Regions from separate parts of the Mus musculus genome. Here region 1 is linked to region 2. The links are chromatin contacts, called in public HiCAR-type maps. All regions are on one chromosome and are shown on one strand. Each heading gives the region's core, a stretch centred on a gene start, on an enhancer-like site or on the middle of the called end of the contact. The rest is flanking DNA. Distances are from core to core; before and after follow the strand shown.

The links. HiCAR-type assays count read pairs that join an accessible place to other places.
Region 1: a contact with region 2 is called in a HiCAR-type map of embryonic stem cells, with 4 times the contacts expected there. The contact joins the enhancer-like site here to the promoter of Pomc in region 2. A contact is called at or near these places in 11 of 39 promoter capture datasets (the 3T3-L1 cell line, 3T3-L1-derived adipocytes, the C10 cell line and 6 more), 2 of 484 Hi-C or Micro-C datasets (cardiomyocytes and embryonic stem cells), 6 of 115 datasets of contacts at active chromatin or transcription factors (all in embryonic stem cells) and 1 of 9 other capture datasets (liver).

Annotation. Positions count from the first base shown.
Region 1 is chr12:4,557,082-4,561,474 of GRCm38.p6, reverse strand. The region is part of intron 1 of Gm46332 (a long non-coding RNA gene); the gene reads left to right. Among named protein-coding and RNA genes, the nearest start is that of Gm46332, 10 kb to the left of the region's middle. Within about 2 kb of position 2,659, at least 88 of the 459 cell types and tissues checked have an H3K27ac peak or open chromatin away from gene starts, as enhancers often do. A contact at or near this core is called in embryonic stem cells, where this site is marked.
Region 2 is chr12:3,953,151-3,957,730 of GRCm38.p6, reverse strand. Pomc (pro-opiomelanocortin-alpha) reads right to left here and starts at 2,786. Exons shown (of 3, transcript NM_001278584.1): 1 at 2,685-2,786. RefSeq lists a cis regulatory region at 2,953-2,964 and promoters at 2,699-3,210, 2,812-3,284.

The DNA of each region.
Region 1 (4,393 bases), core at 1,410-3,909, 600 kb before region 2:
TTTTTTCTAGTCCACTTTTATATGATTCTGGGTACATACAAAAAATATGGTCAGTTCTTAAGGCATAAACAAAGTAGTCAATGAACAAACAAAGAATAAATATAGTAGTCAAGGAACAAGCAGGGAAAAAAATCAAAGCAATAAAGTCCCATGGTCACTATGTTTAGAGGTGTATCAGGATGGTCTAGATACAAGAATACATTTCTCAGCTGTATTTGCCTTGAGCCTATTTCATTGTCCCAGCCCGGTATTCCACCAAATTCCTAAAACAGCTCTCCACAGATTTCCAAAGTGGCAGTACAAGGCTGTACTTCCACGAGCAATGGAGGAGTGTTCTCCTTGCTCCACAGCTCATCAGCATGAGCTGCCACCTGTGTATTGAATCTTAGCCATTCCAACAGGTGTAAAATGGAATCTCAAAGTCATTTGGATTTGCTTTCCTTGATGGCTAAGGATGTTGAACATTTCTTTAGGTTCTTCGCCATTTGCGATTCCTCTGTTGAGAACTCTGTTTAGCTCTGTATCCCATTTTTTAATTGAGTTATTTGGTTTGTTTATGTCTAGTTTCTAGAGTTCTTTATATATTTTGAACATCAGCCCTTTACCAGATATGGAGCTGGTGAAAATCTTTTCCCATTCTGCAGGCTGCCATTTCTCCTATTGGTGGTGTCCTTTGCCTTAACCTTACAGAAGCTTTTCAGTTCCATGAGGTTACATTTATTACACATGTGCATATATACAATGACATATATAATGTGTATACTTATAAATAAGATACATGAGAATAACCAGTGAACCAGCTGCAGGTACAAATGCTTTTAGATTAAAAAACTGTTACAAGGAGTCAGGTATGGTAGCAAACACATATAATACTGTGGTAGTTTGAATAGGTATGGCCCCCACAGACTCATGTGTTTGTATGCTTGGCCATAGGGAGTGGCACTATTAGGAGGCATGACCTTATCGAGTAGATGTGGCCTTGTTGGAGGAAGTGTGTCATTGTGGGGGCAGGTTTTGAGGTCTCATATGCTCAAGTTACACCCAGTGTGGCACATAGTCTCCTGCTGCTGCCTACAGATCAGGATGTAGAACTCTAGGCTCCTCCAGCACTGTCTTCCTGCATGCTGCCATGCTTCCTGCATGATGATAACACTAAGCTTCTGAAACTGTAAGCCAGCCCCAATTAATGTTTTCTTTATAAGAGTTGCTGTGCTCATGGGGTGTTTCTTTATAGCAGTGAAACCTAATCTAAGACAAATACCAACACTTCAGAGATGGAAGCTGGAGGGTCAGAGAGTTCAAGGCCATCATGGAATACATGGTATCCAAACCCTTCTAGGCTCCAGGCACCAACTATACAATAAATGATAAAATGAGAACTCACAGAGGAATTGAGCATGTCAGTGTTAAAAACTTGTATATGACAAACCCACGAGGTGTAACTCACTGGAGGAGGGCTCTTCTGGCATGTGTGAAGCCCTGGGTTCAGTCTCCAAAACTACAATGAAAAGATTATAACATCTGAGCCAATAACTCCCACAGTTAAATCATGCTTTTAAAATAAAATACTAAAACCACACTAACGAGGGTATTCTTCATATGTAACAAACCCAGAGGATTCTGCTAGAGACACAGTGAAGAAGGCCCGGCCACTGGCCTGATTCTGTGTGGCTCCCTCTCTGACCTGTTCTCTGAGTTACTCTCTTCCCCTGCTTTATCTTAAATCCTAGGATCACAGATCTGACAGAAATGGAAACCGCCTCCCAAGCAGCAGTGACTTCCGTGGCACTGGCCAGTCCCAGGCTAATAACCAACCAGACCACAGTCTCCCCAGGATTACTAGCTATATAAATCCTCGACTTTGGCGCTCCCTATATATAGCCACAGAGCTGTTGCTTACACCTCAAAGACAGATTTTAGGTCACTAGACTCTTTATTGTCGCTGGTACATCTACACTGAAAATAAACCCTATTCTGCTTTCAACACTGCAGGAACTGATTGACCAGGCCAAACTGTTGGGACCCCTACAACTGTGTCTTTACGGAGGACTCTCCTAACTGGCATGATAGATTTGAAGGAGGCCATCAAGGAAATAGTATCATAGACTTTTATTTTCCTTCAAATGAACTACCAAACTCTGACTTAAACAACATAGTATTAGTTTAGAGAACCAGAAAAAAAAGAAAAAATTCGGATTTGAGATTAACTTAATTCAGGGACTCTGGCTCTCTTTTCCTCCTTACAGTTGTCTTCATCTGTGTGTTCAATCAATCCCCGGCTGCAGCTAGGCCTCATCACTACACAGCATCGAGAAGGGAAACCAGCACTTCCTGAGGTGCTAACTCTTGCTCCCTCTCCCTCCGTTTATGTGTGTGTGTGTGTGTGTGTGTGTCTGTGTGTGCTCGCTCACTTGCGTACAGTGTGCATATAAGCACAGATCAAGGGCTCCCTCCATTTATGTGGTTCCCTTTGCTCTTTGCCATGAAGTGACGGTGCTTCTTCTGTAGTTTGTACCATTGTGTGTTAGCACAGGCCCAGAACAGCAGAGCCAATCAGCAAAGGACTGAAACCTCCAAAACTGAGACAAAGTAACCTTTCCTCTTTCCAAGTTTAGCACATTCCTGAATGCTGACTGGCACGCTCCCAGGAGAAAGGAATGCAACAAGGAGAAATGCTCAGCTACATTTAACCACAGCGGAATGATACACTAAGACATGTAGGGCTGGAGAGATGGCTCTGAGGTTAAGAGCACCGACTGCTCTTCCAGAAGTCCTGACTTCAATTCCTGGCAACCACATGGTGGTGGCTCACAACCATCTTTAATGGGATCTGGTGTCCTCTTCTGGTGTGTCTGAAGAAAGCAATGGTGTGCTCATATAAATAAAATAAATCTTTAAAAAGAAGAAGGAGGAGGAGGAAGGAGGAGGAGGAGGAAGAGGAGGAGGAAGAGGAGGAGAAGGAGAAGAAAAGAGACCTGATTGTAACTGGGTACAGGTGTCCGTAGTTGTATCTACTTGGAAGACTGGGGCTTGAGGCTAGTGAGTTCCAGGCCAGCTTGGGTGCCATAGTGAGACCCCCATCTCCCAAAAAAGTGAAAAAAGAGGTACAAGTTTACATTAAGCAAACTATCAATAATACTGAATTTTGTCAATTATGTGGAGAAATAAAAACTCTTAATGCCCTGCCAGTGGGAGTACTAAAATGAGACAATAACTGGAAAGACAGCATCCGCTAGCTAGTCAAGCAGAAGGTGATGTAACAACGCCACATCCTAGAGAAACTCTCAAAAGAACAAACCAATTCAGTGGGACTGTTTTACTTTGATTGTGCTGGGAATTGCCCCTAGGGCCTTTGCGAATGCTAAGTAAGCACTCTATCACTAAGCTATGTCCCCAGTGACAGTGGCACTAATTATAATAGCATAATATTAGAAGCAGCACCAGGGTCCAGCAGTAGTTGAATGATGGATTACAGCATAGAATGGAATACTATTTAACAGTGAAGCTACAACAGCACCAGCAAATCTCAGGAATATAATGTTGAATGAGAGGAGGCAAGTCACAGAGTACATATTATATTATTTCATCCAAATGAAATGTAAAGGATGTAAAACTATAAATATATAAGATGCTTAAGCCCTAAGAATTCAAAGATAACATAAAATTTAGAATAGTACTTATTTCTCTTCCAATTCCTATTTAGACATATTTACCTTATGTGTAGGCTGCCTGCATGTGTGTGCCTGACCACATCTGTGGCTGGTGCTCTGAGAGCTTGGAAGAAGGTTAGGGATCCCCTGGAAATGAGGTTACAGATGGTTGTGAGCCATCAAAGTGGATGCCAAGAACTTAACCCCACGCCTCCGCAAGGTCAGGAAGTGCTCTTATGACAAGGGCCGGCCTGGGCTTGGAGAGGGGTTCTGAAGTCAAACTGTGGGTCCCAAGCTAGTGGCCAATGCTCTGCTAGAGACAGCTTTCCAGCCTGCTTTCTCTCTGTTCTTTCTTTCTCTCTGCCCTCTCAGGAGATCTCCTGAAAGTTCTCCCTAGGTTCTCCTGGAGACAGTTCTCCAAGCAGTTCTTTTTCTTTTTTTCTTTATTTACATTTCAAATGTTATCCCCTTTCCTAGTTTCCCCTCCCTCTCTTGCTATTCTAAAAAATTCTCAGAATAGCTCCTCTCCTGGAGAACAGAAGCCCAGTCTTGTCTTTTGCACATCAATCCAGTCTTTCACTTGAGGCTTCCTTTTGATTATCCTGTGAATCTGCATCCTGCAGCCCTAAACCTCAATTCTTAGGAACTGCAAGCACACATTTCCTTTTAACATTGCAAAAGAATTCAGAGATCTTCTGCCTCTTATAAGCACAGATGCAGATGGTGGGACCACGCCCCGGAAT
Region 2 (4,580 bases), core at 1,537-4,036:
TTATGTCCATGATGAAGTAAAAGTATGTTTTTCCACATTCCCACATAGCTTCTAAGTTCACTGCCTGGAGAAAGCTATAGTTCAACACTCTGTATCCAAAGGGTGAGAGTAACTAAGACAAAAGATAGGAAAGTCCTGCCTTGGTTCCTTTCGCCTAACATTTGATCATTTCCCATGAAAGGTAGGTTTGAATACAGGCAAATAAAGCCAGTCCACTTAATCAAGGTTTGATATTCTATACACAAATTGCCTGGTGACTGTCATTTTCTAGACCCTAGTAACTTTGGGAAGATTTCTCTCTAAAGCAGATTCCACTTCCCTTAAAACTATCCTGTTTTCTAAACATACACACCACACATCATAAGTCTTGTAGTCTGAAATATGTGATTTTGAAGAGGATGTCAATATTGAGGACAGAGAGATAGGCAAAAGAATGGAAAGGAAGCTGCCTCCACAGTGGAGAACGACTAAGATACTGTGGAGGAATGCAAAGCACCTCTGGGCAGATATGGAGGTCAAAAGACCAACAGGCAGGAGAGAGAGAGAGAGAGAGAGAGAGAGAGAGAGAGAGAGAGAGCAACTTTGGTCCCCTGGTGTCCAGCTCTTCCCTCACACTGCTAGGTTCTTAGCCTGTGATATCTGTTCCCCCTCACCCAAGGACCCCTAATGTCACCCTACTCTGTAAAAGTTCCCCACCAACTTTACACTCATTCTGGATTTCAGATTACCAGCTGTTAGGAAGACATTTAATTAGATTAGAAAAATTAGTTCATAGTAAGATGTAAATACCCAGGCTCATACCTTTAATCCCAGCACCCAGGAAATAGAGGCAGGAGGATCTCTGAGTTCAAGACCAGCCTGGTCTACAGAAAAAATTCCAGAACAGCTAGGGTTACACAGAAATACCCTGACCTGAAAAAAATAAAATAAAATAAAATGTAATAATTTTAAAAAAGATGTAAATGACTTAAGTGTCTGTTACCCCTGATGAACATTTGCATTTTAAGATGAATATGACAGAAAATAAAGACGGGAGCCAAACCTCTATTTTTGAAAGGGAGGATTTGGAAGTGAAAGTCTTCCTTCAAGAATCTCTTTCTCCTCTCTGCTCCACCCCTGCACCATTCTTCTAGAGCTGGTTTTTCCTGCAAGCTCTGAGTGTCTTTTTCAGAACAACCATTAGTAGGCGCTAGCAGTCATTGAACTATGTGGTCCGTACCTCAGCCTAGAAGCAACCTTGTTCACCATTGCTGGGGCTCAGGCTCAGACTGGAGCAAATTAGCTCAAAATGCTGAGATCACAAAATTCCCCCAGATAGGAAAGCATAAAAAATGATAAATAGCATGAAAACATATTAGTAAAGAAAAGTAAGATCATGCAAGTCCTCTCACTAAGTTTCCATTGTCCTGAAAGTTGTGTGACCATCTTTGAAGGAGCCACAGTTGAGATTTCAGGCCTTCAAAATTGTGCCTTCTCTTCCTAGCCCACCCACTGTGTGCTGAAATTCTTATGCCCCACTCCTAGAGCATTTTATTTGTATTTCTCCCTTTTCTTACAATGAAACAAATGTCTTATTTGTGCCTCTTTTTTTTTTTAATCAAAAGTATTGAGGGAAATGTCAAATGCTGTGCTTTTCATAGATAGGAGAGTGTCAGGTTCCAGTCATTAACATCTCTGGAAGACAGAAGGTTGTGGTTTATTCATTTTGACAGAACTGCGCTTATTAGGGCCCCAGAAAAGTCTCTGAACTCAGTAGAGCTTATATGTTCTGCTCTCAGAGTGACTGCGACAAGCTGTGTATAAATCTGAGAGGCACAGAGATGCGGCTTCATCCATACACAGTGCGTTTGCTTCAACTTCTATAAGACCCAAAGGAAACAATCTGCACTTACTTTATACATTGACAAACTTCTTTTCATTTTACTTAACTCCTTCCAGCCATTCTGTGAAAGCTTCCCATGATTTATACATGGAAAACTTGAGGGAATCTTTCTCTCCATTTGAAATGTCCTTTACCTGAGTATGGGTCCTTACAAATTGCTGCAACGCCCCCACAGTTTTATAAAGGCTTCCGAAAGTAGACGGAGTATTTCAGAACCTTGGACAGTTCCCTCCCACACCCTGTTTTTAAATCTGAGCTGGATCTTGAAGACAAGAACCTACTTACCGTCCTGTCCTATAACCCACGTAATTATCACAATGCAACCACCCCAGATCTGCTAAGATGCGCAGAGAAACGAGGGTTTGGACGTCTACAGCAACAACAAATGAACTCCACCATTAGGAGTTTATTGTGACTCGGCTTTCTCTCCCGCTATCTTTCCAACATGTTCAGTCTCCTGCCTTAAAGAAGATATACAAGTCCAAACAATCGGAAGGAGAAGCCTAAAGGGGAACTCTCCCAAAATCTCCCCAGGGGCCAGTCGGAGTCTAAGACAATCCTAAGCCTCCCAACACTTCATTCCTCCATGCGGACTCTGGGACCATCCCCAGATGGAGTCGCCAAACCACCTGCTCTCTGGAGCAGTCTGTCAACCCATCATCCGGGCTCAGCTCTCTCCCATCTCAGAAGTTTGAGAAGAGGTCAGGTCCGCTACAAACCAGAACGCCAGTCTGCTGAGGATCCCAAGGTCCGGGGTCAGAGCTCAGAGTAAGGGAGCTGTCCAGAGCTGAGACACCCTTACCTGTCGCGGAAAGGCAGCTCTCTGGGGACAAAGATGTTCAGTGGCCTCTCTTAGTCACTGCTCTTAACCTCTTTTCTCTTCCGTCGCCTCCCGTTTGGTCCCTGTCGCTCTTCTCTCTTCTTTTATACTTGCAGGGTTGGGTGGGTGAGCCTTGGACGTGACCTTCCTGGCAGCGCTTCTGCAGCGAAGGGGGGCGGCGGGCCTCGGGAGGGGGGCTTCCCGGTCCTGGCTGAGCGCAAGGCACATCTGCCTGGAAAGCGCGGAGGCTGGCGTTAGCACAGACCCGCTGAAGCGCACACCTGGCGCTGGTGGTTAGGAAGAACTTAATTAAGAATGGTGTTGAATCTCCACTTAGAACTGGACAGAGGCTTAGCGTCCCTGTGCGAGGCAGGCCTAGTTCTGAGATCTTGCAGATCGGAGTGGAATTACCTATGTGCGTCCATCTGCCTTCCTGGCATTTGGAGGTAAATATCACTAATGAGGAAGGGGATTTGTTATGTCGCAGATTTCCCCAATGATGGGAAAGTGTGATATCTTGTGAAACCAAAATCTCAGTTCCGTTTTGAGAAGGGAGACAACAGAGGCTGTCAAGAGTCACGGCCGCCCAAGGCAGGCTACCTTTTGGAGTGGGGTGTGTGCCTGCCTTGATTCCCCAATACTTATTTCAAGACAGGTGTCCTTCTGTGCCCAAACTCTAAGGGCAAGGTCATGCCAGCCTCAGACTATTAACCAAGAGGTGCAGCGCTCTGTGGTGGGCAATGGAAATGGAAGCCATCCCGGGGCTGAGCTGGCAGAATGGTCTGGGTGGGGATTGTCTGACAGCCCTCACCATGTGGCCAGGCCCAGGCATTCTGGCTTAGCTGTGAACTCACAGGCCAAAACAGAAGGAAGAACAGACCTGCAGTGGCATCTACCTGAGCCAGCACAAAGAGCAAAACTTGTGAAGAGAGCTGTGGCTGGCAGCAGGACCAGGCCTGTACCAGACCAGTCGGGGTGCCTGCCTAATCTACCAGCTGAAGGAACTTCACTCCCCAGTTAGACGCTGTTTGCTTGTCTATTTGCTTTGTTTTGTTTGGGGGATTCCAGGGCTCCTTTGAGAGTTCAGCTTTTCTGATTGGCATCCAAAAATCTTTTCCTTTTGTGCCATGAGAGAACACACCAAGCTCCCAAACAAGAGCAAGGAGTGTGTCACCTGGCTGTGGCCTCTTTCCGGAGTGACTTCCTGCTGTCCATCTTGTATCCTGGGTGTCACATACTCCCAACACTCATACTCCATGAGCACTACTTTCTGCCTCTACTTCCCTGAGTGTTTCCCGGAAGCTTAGCACCCTCTGTCCCTCCAGTGAGGTTACTCCCCATCATCTCCCAGTTCATATTAAGCCCCCTTTGGCTATTATTTCTGCCAGGAGCCTGAGAAATGATCTGTGTTCGGCAGGGAACCCCATTCTTGTCTCATCTGTATATGTAGCTTATTATACTTGAACTAATACACTTCTGTCTTCAACCTCCCATCCACCTCTGCCCTCACCGACATCAGGCTCACCAGCTCTCTAATTGTGGTGATTTTGTCTTTGTTTTCCTTTGCTTTATTGTTCTGTCTTTAGGGGGCTGCTTGCTACTGGCAGCCTCAAAGTCAAATCAAGGTAAGTTTGGGTTGGCCCATCATCTGGGCTCCTAATTATATATAGAAGAACTTGCTTTGGCCAATATGAACTGAAAAGCTTGAAAAGTTATTAAACAACATTAGGAAACACTGGTTGGGCTATAGGATGTAAAGGGGGAGGGCAGGAGACAGGGTGGCTGGACCCACGGCCAAAATCAGTAAAGAGAAAAGAAAACCAGGGCCTAGAGAGATGGCTCAGTGGTTAAGTGCACTGGCTGTTCTTCCAGAGGTCC